2 separate regions of the Rattus norvegicus genome follow, and region 1 is linked to region 2. A link is a contact called in public Hi-C data. All regions are on one chromosome and are shown on one strand. Each heading gives the region's core, a stretch centred on a gene start, on an enhancer-like site or on the middle of the called end of the contact. The rest is flanking DNA. Distances are from core to core; before and after follow the strand shown.

What was found. A called contact is a pair of places that touch in the nucleus more often than the background predicts.
Region 1: a Hi-C map of kidney shows a contact between it and region 2, with 5 times the contacts expected there. The contact joins two enhancer-like sites. A contact is called at or near these places in 12 of 12 Hi-C or Micro-C datasets (the A7r5 cell line, the Rat2 cell line, Schwann cells and 7 more) and 1 of 1 datasets of contacts at active chromatin or transcription factors (oligodendrocytes).

Annotation. Positions count from the first base shown.
Region 1 is chr8:54,603,440-54,609,220 of GRCr8, reverse strand. No RefSeq gene overlaps it. Among named protein-coding and RNA genes, the nearest start is that of Fxyd2, 6.1 kb to the left of the region's middle. Within about 2 kb of position 4,225, at least 2 of the 93 cell types and tissues checked have an H3K27ac peak or open chromatin away from gene starts, as enhancers often do. A contact at or near this core is called in kidney, where this site is marked.
Region 2 is chr8:54,503,247-54,508,988 of GRCr8, reverse strand. It overlaps the pseudogene Gstp1-ps4. Among named protein-coding and RNA genes, the nearest start is that of Tmprss13, 16 kb to the left of the region's middle. Within about 2 kb of position 3,723, at least 80 of the 93 cell types and tissues checked have an H3K27ac peak or open chromatin away from gene starts, as enhancers often do. A contact at or near this core is called in kidney, where this site is marked.

The DNA of each region.
Region 1 (5,781 bases), core at 2,976-5,475, 100 kb before region 2:
GAGACCAGGTGGGAAATTGTTCCAGATGCAGTGGGGACTTAGTCTCTGCTGGTCCTGGACCTGAGGCTGTTAACTAGCCTTCTGAACCATTCTGGGCAGTGGCTGGAGCCACGGCTGGTTTGAGGGTGCTCCCATGGTGGCTTGTCCTAACCCTGGGGGCACGTGTCATTTGTGATGTCACACCTGCCTGGATGTACCTACAGGTCTCAACAAAAGTTCCGGCACATAATGAGGTCCTCTGAGAAGGGTTGAGCTTTCTGTCAGGGGAGCAGTCGAAAGGCAGAATATCTTCTAGTCCCCAAGCTGAGAGGGCACAAGGAGACAACTAAGGACTAACAGGACAGTCACTCGGTGCCTTCCAGAATCTTTGTGCCCTGGCCATGGTGACAGGCCCAGAACAAGACTTCTATAAGGAGTTTCTGTTGACTGACTAAGACTGGACCTCAGGGTCTCCTCTAGGCTCTCAAGATCATGCTGGTGTGGCCATTCCACAGGGATACCAGAGTATGGGTAGAACATGGGTAATGCTGGGTCTGGTCACCCTGACAACTAGCTTGCTTGTTCTCCACAACAGCACCCTAAGAGGGGAGCTAATGACACCCCCAGGGAGATGGAGGAGCTTGGAAATGTTAGCCTGACCTCCTACATGGGTTCTCTGTTTAGGCTGAGGTCTGTCTTAGGGCTCTGAGCTGGCAAAGCCCCCACCCTCCAGCCCAGCCACCTGTGAGGTGAAGGGCAACTCCACCCAGTGACCCTGTCACGTGTTCCCAAGTGGAAATCCTAACCTTCAAGTAGCCTAGAGCCCTGAGTGGAAATTCCCCAAGCCAGGCACTGGGGAAGTTCAGGCAGTATCAATGGTCTCTGTAGACCTCAGCAGGACTCCCTCCTCCTCACAAGCCCACCACAGATTCCTCCTTCCCAACTTTAGGGGCTGTGAAAGAAGGCATTCCCTAATAGACACCCTGTGTCCCCAGCCAGCCCTTCAGTTGTGAAACCATTCGCTCTGCTGCCCAAGATCCTCTGAACACCGATTTCTAAGCCCCGGCCTTTCTTGTGTCACTCTGTACATTTTATCATGTTTGTTTACTTACATACTCATCGTGTGTGAGAGACCTTGCCTGAGCCACGTGCATGCCCGGAGACCAGAAGACAATTCATAGGACCCAGAGATTTGAAGTCACTTCGCCAGACTTTGTGGCAAGTGTCTTTTCTTGCCCTCTTGTTGGCTCTCTTTTTTGTGTTCCTTCTTAATCTAATCCTAGTGACCTCTCCAACCCTGTCCCCAACTTTTCTGTCCATTCCAACCATACTGCCCCCTTAGTAGCTCTCTGACCTTCCAGGGCTCACTCCTGCCTCAGGATCTTAGCACAGATGGGTTTTGAGTACCCAGCCTCCAGAATGATCCCTCTGTCCTCAGGTTTTCCTCCTGGGCGTCACTTAGAGACCCTCCTAGGTATCCTTTCTAAATGTTCACACTTCCCCAGCTCACACACACACACACACACACACACACACACACACACACACACACACACACCGCACCCAGGTGTACACACCTATTCCCATACCCACCCACATATCCACTTCCCAGCCCTGAAAGCTGAATGATGCTAAGGTCTTGCCTGGCTCCCCTTACTCTAAGTTCATCCTCAGACAACTATGCCATATCCCAGCCACTCAAGACCATCAGCAGGGTTTAGCCTAATGCTCGGGACAAGGAATCCTCTCTGAGACACCCTACTCCCCTGAAAAGGAACTGCACTGCTCTCCCGAGAGCAACTGAAGAAGTATCTGCTCCCGTGTCTGTGTGCACAGCCCCTTAAGGCCAGACCACACCAGTGTAAATCCTTCTGTAAGCTGACCTTGTCCGTCTGACCCAGTGAGCCCGGAGAAGGATGCTTCTCTTTATCCTGCCATCCAAATTGCATGGTAACACCTACCTCAGACTCTTGATGCGGGAGGAGGTCGTTAGAAGAAGTGCTTGCCCAAAGAGGGTTCTAACAATGGTATCACCACTCTCTACCCTAAGCTGGGCTGGGTCCCCAGGAGATAAATTTGTTCACCACGTCCCTTTAGCTCGGGAGCCCCCTTGACTTCTACTAAAGGGTCCCTGACAGTTGTCTTCTGTCCCAGTGCTCCAGTTGGATCCCCACCAGGCATTACCACCACTGGCCCCAAGTTCTCCCCTAGGAGAAACACCAAGCAGCAGGCTCTTCCAATCAGTCTCCCAGGCTCATTCTGCTTCTTGGAGTCTTCCCTGGAGTACCAGGGCCCAGTAGTCATAAAAATGCTACCCTCCTGATTTTTTAAAAGAATGGGACAGGCCAAGAGCCCCCAGTTTTCCTTCTTGGTTGGGTTTCTCCAGGGTGGAGGCCCAGAGGGTTATCTAGCTGTGATCTCTAAGACCCAGAGACCAGAACAGTCTTTGGAGCTGGGGAGACGGATCCCTTTCATCCTTGTCATGCCCACGGGGACAAGGCCCTCAGCCACTATGCCTCATTCCCCCAAGTCCTTCAGACAGGTTTGTCCTATGACTCAGGGCAGCCATGTGGACACTCCCCATTGCATTGGTGGGGAGTGAAGTCACAGGTTGAGACATCCAGCTGCTCCTCATCCCCCTGATTCCCACAGGAAGCACTGCAGTAGGAGTCCTCACCACCAACCTTCCCACAACAGGGCTCTCCCCCCGCCAGCCCAGGGCTTTGTGAGGTTTCCAGACAGAATCCATACCATCAACCTTCAGGCCCCAGCATCATTTCCTTCATGTCGATTTGTAGCTCAAAGGAGCTTCAAGGGTGCAGAGACCCAAAGCCCTGAGAAAGCCCTGACTCCAAGCTGAGGCCCGTTCTCCAAGATATGGTCCCCAGGGATGCTGAGCAGGGACCGTGGCTGTTCCTTATAGTCTCCATCTGTGCCAGCTAGAGGTCCCAAACCCTGAGGAATGCCAGCTCCTGTCTCCTGCTGTGACCACAAGTGCCAGGTCACTGGGGTCTTATAAGGCAAGGGCTTGGAGGAGGTGGGCCCCATAGGATCCAGTTCTTAAATGTTGGCCTCAAGATGGCCCAAGCAGTGGGGCACAGGGTTCCTGGGAGTTGCCAAAGGGCAATGTCTGCTGAGAGTCAAGGTCACCATGTTAAGGCAAGGACAAGCCCATTAGCACAGCCTCCTACACAGAGAACACCCTGGAGAGAAATGCCTTCTTGGTTTTCTCAGAACTCACACCTGGCCTTGACCTGAAGCTCAGGTGTTTCTAGTGGCTCCTTGTGGCCACTGCCTTTGAAGAACCTCAGGGAACAAACCATGCCTTTTCCTCTGGAGTCCTCAGACAGGCTTTTGTGGCTTTCATGTGGCCTGACCCGTAGGCATACACAGATCACCACATCCACTCACTGTACTGTCAGTTGCTGAGGCTGGGTCCAGCTGTCCCCACCTGGCAGGGATTCCACCGATTTCATGGTGTGGAGAGTTCCGAGGATCTGCTTTTCTTTTCCTGACATCACGGGCAGGCAGGCTTTTGTACTACTACTTCACAGAGTGGGGACTGTGGGTGATATGTGTATGAGTCAGGACTAGAGTCCAGGTCTAAGGGGTAGGGACCCTTGCAATCAACGAGGAGGCAGCCCTTGAATAGCCAGGGATGCTAGTACCGGTGATGTGATGTCTTTCTGTAGAAACGTCAATGTGTTTTTTGTGTCTATTACATCACTATAAATCAGGGAAGTAATAGTATGCAGTATATAGTGTACGACACAGGCTATACACTGTACAGTATCGTGTCTAGGAGAGGATACTCTAGCTTTGGTGGCTTTCCCAGAGTCACACAGGTAGCTGGAGGCCTAATGACCTGAAGGACTTTACAGTGCAGGAAGAAAAGTGACAGAGAGGTAGGAGCTGAAGTCATGCAGTTGGACAGAAGAAGGGTCCAGGCTCCGAGGCAGGGGCTGCTTCAGAAAGGTCCACTCATTCTGCCCAGTATCCTTCAGGACATTAGAGACAGCATCACCTCTTGGCAGGAGACCTCTTGTTGTTCAAGGCCATGGAGCTGGGGCCCGGCTCCAGAAAATCAACAGGTGGTTGGCTTGAACTGGTTGATTCTGCCAGCCAGGAGCTTAGGGGTGACAGCAATGAATCACACAAATGGCAATAGGTGGCCATTCCCTCCTCTTTATGGCCTGAAGACAGGTATTTTCAAAGCTCCTCCCCCTGGCTTGGGCAAACACACCTGACCTTTCTAGCTCTACCCCAGCATCCGGGGGAGGGGGTATAGAGCAGCCCGGGACAAGGTGAGAACCAGACTGAGCTGGAGAATTCTTCTCACCTGCCAGTCCCTCATCCTTAGGAAGGCAGAGCCCTGCCTCCCAGAGTGGGGCAGGGGCAGAGCCCCTTGACCTTGGGATGTGCTTCAGCCTGGCACCCCCTTCCCGCTTCTACTGCTATGGTCGGTTTTACTCTCGACCCCTGCTCCTCTTCCAAGAATAGCCTGGCTGTTTCTAATCTACAACCTGTAAGGGGGAAAAAAATGAGCAAACAGAACACCTGAGAGGCTGAGGGCCATGGCCTTTGGGGTCGCAGAGACAGATTAGCGACATGAAAAATGAGCAGCGGTGGCTTTCAAAGGGGTTTGAACATCTCTGGGGGTCAAACTCATGTGAGACAAAGTTTTGGGGGAGGGGTCAAACATGAAGAACCCTCAAGGTCACTGAGAACAGGCGACTCACTGTCCCTGTAGAGTACAGTCCCTTTCCCGTCCAATCAGGTAAAGTAAATCGCAGGACTGGGCCTGTACATCAGTCAGCAAAGAGCTCACACAGCACACACAAACACCAGCACCCCTAAAACCAGCTGTGGTTGTGCACATCTGTAACCCAACTCAGGAGATTGAGGCAGGAAGACCGGAAGTTAAAGTCGTCGTCCTTGGCTGTATGGCTGTTTTGTTTGTTTTGTTTTGAGTTCGAGCTAGTATGGGCTACTGAAGACCCTGTCCTAGAGGAAAAACGAAAACTAAACAAATCAGAAGTGGAAAGGAGCATCAGGTGTCAGGGGCTGAGTGGCTGGCACTGCCCACCCTCATGACCTTGCAGTGTTGATGTGAGTGTGGGAAGTAGGCCCCACAAGCCCCACACCCTGCATCTGGCAACAGCGTGGTAGGTATCTTTCTGTATGGTTTTGGTGCTTAGGTGTTCCATTTCTGGGTCCGGGTCCCACACCACTGGCCACTCCTAGGAGCTCCCTCAGAGCACAGGCTGGGGTGCATGCTAGCTAGGTCACATCCTGAAAGGGAATAGAGCAGACAAGATTGCAGGAGCCATGAGTTGTCCCCCACCTTTCCCTGACACAGCTCTTCCCAGACACCAGCTGTGTGGTGCACACATGGCCCTGGAAACACTGACTGGGTCTAGCCCCTACTCCCTGCAACTGCTGTGACCTGGGCCAGTCTTGAGGGCTATCAGAGAATCTGTAAAACAAGGCCACCCTGCTATCTCAGGATAAAGTCAGGTTATCAGGCAAACTAAGTGGGTGCTTCTAGACACCTTGCAAAGTCACAGGCAGTGCGCTAGACTCATCGTAAAATAGCAGTGCTCCCTTTTATTGGTGTGGTGAAGGAAGGTCAGAACTTCTCATTCGACCTCTTTAGAGTTCAATGCTTTGGTTTTAGTAATGGCTGGCACCGTACCCACAATCCTTTGTGCGTCTGAGGCCACTTAGGGTCTCAGTCCCCTTCAAGGCATGATCTCCCTGATGCATGAGTGTGCCATGAACAGAGATCACCTGCTTCATTAA
Region 2 (5,742 bases), core at 2,474-4,973:
TGTATGTATATATATATGCCTATGTATGTATGTATGTATGTATGTATGTATGTATGTATGTATGTATATGCCTATGTCCATGTCTATGGCTACGTCTATGTGTGTATATGTGTATGTGTGTATGTATTTGTGGGTGTGGGTGTGCAAACATGCTGTATGCATTCGGGTGCTCACAAAAGCCAGAAAACAGTGTGAGGTCCCCTGAAGCTGGAGTTGTGGGAGGCTCACCAACCCACAGAACTGTTTTGTTAGTCCGTTGTGCTACTTACACTTCACTATCCCCTTGATATGGGGCTGGGAATCAGATACTCCGGATGAGCAGCAGCACTCTTAACCACTGAGACATCTCTCTAGGCTATGCACGATCACAGACACCACCCCAAATGTTTCTCTTGCGAGGTGTCAGAGGGGCTGTCAGTGGATGCCCTAGTCAGAGGTGGGACAGAGGGAGAGACATTACTGACAGAACTGCGCCTAGAGAACACTGATGGAAGGAGTCAGAGTTAGGCATATCAGCAACCCTAGACAGAAAGATCAAATGAGAAGCAAAGAAGAAAAAGGGGAAAAGAGCAGAGAAGTCTATGTTGTGTCACCCATAGAAACAACAGCTCAGCCCAGGCCTGGAACCGAGCAGTAAATGAACTAGGATTCTGTACATGACAGTGCCACAAAGCACTTCGATTACGTAGAACAATGGTTCCTAGTCCCAGCCTCACAGAACATCACCTGGCAACATTCAATAACTCGATGATAGCCAGGCCTGGTGGTACAACACTTAGGAGGCTAAGGCAGGAGGATCTCAAGTTTGGGGCTAACCTGGGCTACATAGTGAGTTTCAGACCAGCTTGAATTACAGAGACCGGTCTCAAAAATAAATAAATAAATAAATAAATAAATAAATAAATAAATAAATAAATAGAACTCACCAGAAGATAGGGCTTTTAATGCTAACACTGAGAAAGTCCCAGGAACTGGGACAAGTTGTTTATCTCATATAGAATGCTTGGTGTCTTTTCCCATTTAAGATGGCGGAATGGGTGAACAGGGAGTTGTAGACCACCAGTTGAGTGTTTGGCTGTCAAATCCTTAGTACGTAGACATTTTCTGTCTAGCTTCCCTCTGGACAGGACATCTTCAAAGATCAGCTATAAGGTGGTTGGCCAATTTGCTCCTCCAGAGACATATATCAGTGTGGCGGCAGGTGGGCTCCATTGAGGTCATATACGGCTTGGCACAGACATCTGTTTCTATAGTTTCCGAGGTCTGTGGGCTGAAAGGGACCCCTTTCTTATCTAAATCTTCCTACAACAGACCTTCATGTGGAGCACTTAACGAAGCCTTAATTTCATACTTCACAGTATGTGATAATTCGAGATAGCTCAGATCATCTCTAATTATAAAGCCAAGGATGACCAGGAACTTGTGGTCTTCCTGCCTTCGCCTCCTGAGCGCTGGGAGTACAGTTATGGACCACCGTGTCCGTTGTATGTGATAATCCGATGGCTGGTGGGAAGATTTTTAAGCTCAGTAAGGACAGAGGCCAGGTCTACTTTAGTTCTCTTTATTGCATCTCATTATCGGTTTTAATAGTAAAGCAAGTGACGTAAAGAAAAGTAAATGCCTGACCAGAGAATGAATGAATGGATGAATGAATGAATGAAATGTCCTTGCATGGAAGAATAAATGAATATTATTACTTATTACTGATTTTTTTTGTCTTACAAACTTTATTAGACTTGAGAAGAGGAGAACAAGCAGCTCCTGTCTCTTGTGTCCTCTATGGTTTGCCATTGTCATTGATCATTGATGGGACGGGTCACATGGTCAGGGGAGGCCGGAAAGGCCTTCATCTTGGGCCTGGCACTGAGACGGGTCACATAGGCAGAGAGAGGGAGGAGGTTGTCTAGGCAGCCAGGGGCCAGGACTCGGTGGAGCTGTAGCATATCTAGCAAATTATAATCGACCAAGGAGATCTGTGCACCCATGATAAAGGCTTTGCCTCCCTGGTTCTGGGTCAGCAGGGCCTCAAAGGGCTTCAGATTCCTAGGCAGGGCCTTCACATAGTCATCCTTACCACTCTCATCCTTGGTGGAGACGAGGGTGACATATTTGCAGCAAAGGTCCTCCACCCCATCATTCACCATACCCACCAGGGTGGCCTCCTTCTGGTCTTCCCCGTAAAGCCCCAAAGATAGGCCCAGGTGCCTCAAGATGGCATCAGATTAGTAAAGGGTGAGGTTTCCATCCTCAGACCTGGGAAGCTGCCCCTACAGACAAGTGGGCATGTGCAAGCCTTGCATCTGAGTATCTTTGGTAACCACCTCCTCCTTCCAGCTCTGGCCCTGGTCAGTCAGCAGCGTGCACATGGCTTCACACCACCCTCACCTCGAACTGGGGAGTAGACAATGGGGTACAGTGGCATGGCTGCTCTTAGCATTCCTTCTAGGCTCCGCCCAGCATTACTGGCAACAGCCAGGTAGGCCTGGCTTGCTATGAACCCCTCTTTGCTCTCTCTGCCCCTTCTCTCTCTCTGACTCTCTCCTCTCCCTGACCCTTTCTCCCTCTCTCCTCTTCCCCCTCTCTCTCCACATGTTCCTGGCTGTCGTCTCTCCCCTCCTGCCTCTGTCTTTCTGTCTCCCTTCCCAATCCCTTTCCCATGCCATAAACTCTACACTATACCTGTCACCCATCGTTGTCGTATGGCTGGTACCTCAAGGGAACGGATGTCTCAGCATGGGCCTGCTGAGGCCCCCTCCCACTGCACATACCCAGTTCTATCAAACATATCCTGGTGCCCTTTTATAAAGCACAATGACTGCTGTGTAGACCGAGGTGCGGACTCAGCGCCCCATAGACAGAGAAGTGTTTTGGATGCCTCCTTACTGACGTTTATGCCTTGCTTTCCTCTATTACCAGACTGCAGCCCAGTAGGAGATGTCAACAGGGTCCTTGTCCAGCATGGCCCAAACTGCTCTGTTAGCAGTGGGGGTGGTAAAGTCCTCGCCATTAGGCTTCTCTGTACCACTTTCTGCCTAAGATACGCAGCGTCTTGAAATAAAACTGCTGGGTACCCTCACATCCAGCCCAGGCACCTTTCTGCCTCAATGACCTTTGTCATCTTAATATCTATGATGTGCAGGACCTGCTAGGCAGGGTAACAGCCTCACTGGAGATGGCCTATGGATCTCCTCCTCCCTTCCTCCCTTACCATCACATCATCAGATCTTGACCAAAGAGGCCAGTGGTCCAGATACTATGCTAAATGTCAGGGAGGGATGTTCATGAGATAAAAGTGATTAATAAGATATGACCAGCATGTGCTGCATTCCACAGTTGGGGAGATAAGATATGTGCTTTTAAACAGGCTACTCAGACTATAGGGCAGTGTGTCATAAATGTCAGGCACAGGGTTAAATTGATTAGTGATGCCTGGTTTCAGGGGGGGGAGAGAGAATGCGCTAGAACTGTGAGCTGTGCTGGGCTGGGTCAGAGTGTTTTCTACTGTGTCATTCATTTACTTCACGTTGTTCCGTGCAGGAATCAGTCAGGTGCTCCCACTACACTGCTCAGATACAAAAGAACCCCGACTGATGTTGAGTGAAGAGCGGGTAATACGTGAACGAAACTCGAAGACCACCTCATCGGCGCCCAGCGCCTGCTGAAATGAGGCGATGAGGTGATGACGTGCTGCCTGGGTCGCAAGCGGAAGAGCCCCCACCTGCTGAAGTCACGCCTGCTGAGTCATTTCCGGGGAAGTGACTCCGAGAATCTGCCTGCTCGCGTGAGTGTATAGCCTTCCAGTTTCTATCTTCTGGCGCCACCTAGTGACATAATTCGGAAAAACTCCGCTCCTCCCACTTCCTGGCTTTCCTCATTTGCCTCATACCCCGTAGCTCCGAGTACAAGATACCTCTCTTTCCAGTCCACTTCTCCTATGATTTTCTCACTGTGATCTTTCCCCTGAGCATCCTCTTGAAGAAACATCATCTTGTCAATGTCACGGACTTCTCGGAGTTCTCTAAGATATCCTGGGCTTTGCCAGGGAGGTGTTGGGGAAGCCTGTGCTTCAGGTCCCTCTAGATCTACATCCTCTTAATGCATCCACTTTTCTGTACCACTTGGCATACCACACTATACCATATTCTTGAGTCTTCACACCCCAAAGTGCCACCAGCCCAAGGCTGCACAGATAGCTCACATTATTGTATGAAGGGAAGGGTCACAGTGGAGGCTGACATTGTCAAAAAACCTAAAAGATTAGACATCCTGTCCCACTGCCCAGAGGTTTAGCTTAGAGGAACAAAACATGCTGTTCACGCACAGCCCTGGCCTTATGACAGGGTGACTGTGTCCTGCTGGCACATGTCTGGGTATCCTGGGTATGCAGACTGGCAAGAGCCGTACTCCAAGAGATGGGACAGAGGGAGGCAGGTGACAACTGACAAATTAACTAATGGATTATTTCTGTAACAACGAAAGCTATAGAGAAAAGAAAGGGAAACAGAGTAGTTGGTTGAAAGTGGAAGAATCTATATGGTGATCTGAGCCAGACAGGATGGCAAGAAGGTCTCAGAGGGAGACAGAGAAGAGGGGCCTGGAGAGATGGCTCAATGGTTAAGGGCACTGACTGCTCTTCCACGGGTCCTGAGTTCAAGTCCCAGCACCCACATGGTGACTCACAGCCATCTGTGCTGACATCTGATGCCCTCTTCAAAACAGCTACAATGTACTCATATATAATAAATAAATCTTAAAACTCTTAGAGAAGACCCAGGTTAAATTCCCAGCAGCCTTGTGGTAATCCACAGCTCTTCATAACTCCAGATCCAGGAGCTCTGGCACCCTCTAGTGGCCACACACACTAGACGTATATGTGGGCCAGACACTCATACATTCAAACATACACATAAACAAACAATGAAAAAAAAAAAAAAACAGTGAGTACAGTGAGGACGGAGGGGAAAGAGGTGAACAGTGGGTCCCTTCAGAGTTGACACACTAACATGAGACCAACGGGGCAAAGTGGTTAACATGACTTTAAAGGTGGCAATGTCCTTGTGTATGCTGGAGTGTAGGCCCCTGAGACAGGCCCTTCATTTTCAGAGGACTGACTACACACATAAGGGAGTTTTTATTCTTTCACTTGATTTCTGTGTTGGTTTGGGTGGGAATCAAAGGGAGAACTGAGATTGACACCCAGAGACCAGAGCAGAGAGCTGTTTGGAAACAGAAGTGCAGAGTGAATTCTCATAGGCCTCCCCTGGAAGTCCCTCCTGAGAAGACTCAGATGACATCAGCTCTGGGGCTGGGTTGAGCTCATCTTGTGGGACTCGAAAGAAGGGAATGCTACCGAAAGCTGGGGGTAACAGTCTCTACTTCAAGAAGCCAAGTTCAGCCTCCTGTCCTCCAGAAGCCAAATTAAACAGCCAGGTCAATAGAGAGAAGCAGAAAGATTTGTTCGTTGTGGTCATGTGGGGAAGAGGAAGAAAGAGATCCAGTGACCACTTTGAGTCCATCCTAAAGTGAAATTGAAATTTAAACAGAGGGCTAGAGACATGTACACCTAAGCAGTTCTGGTCAGAGCATGGTAACGCCCACCATTGATCCATCACTGTCTGAGCTTCATTCAGTTTCCTAAAGTGAGCTGGCAAGCTGTGAATGTCTTTCTGGGAAACAAGTACTGTCCCACTCCCAGCCAGTTTGCTACTCAGGTCAGGAGACACCTAGTTCTTCCAGGCTTGT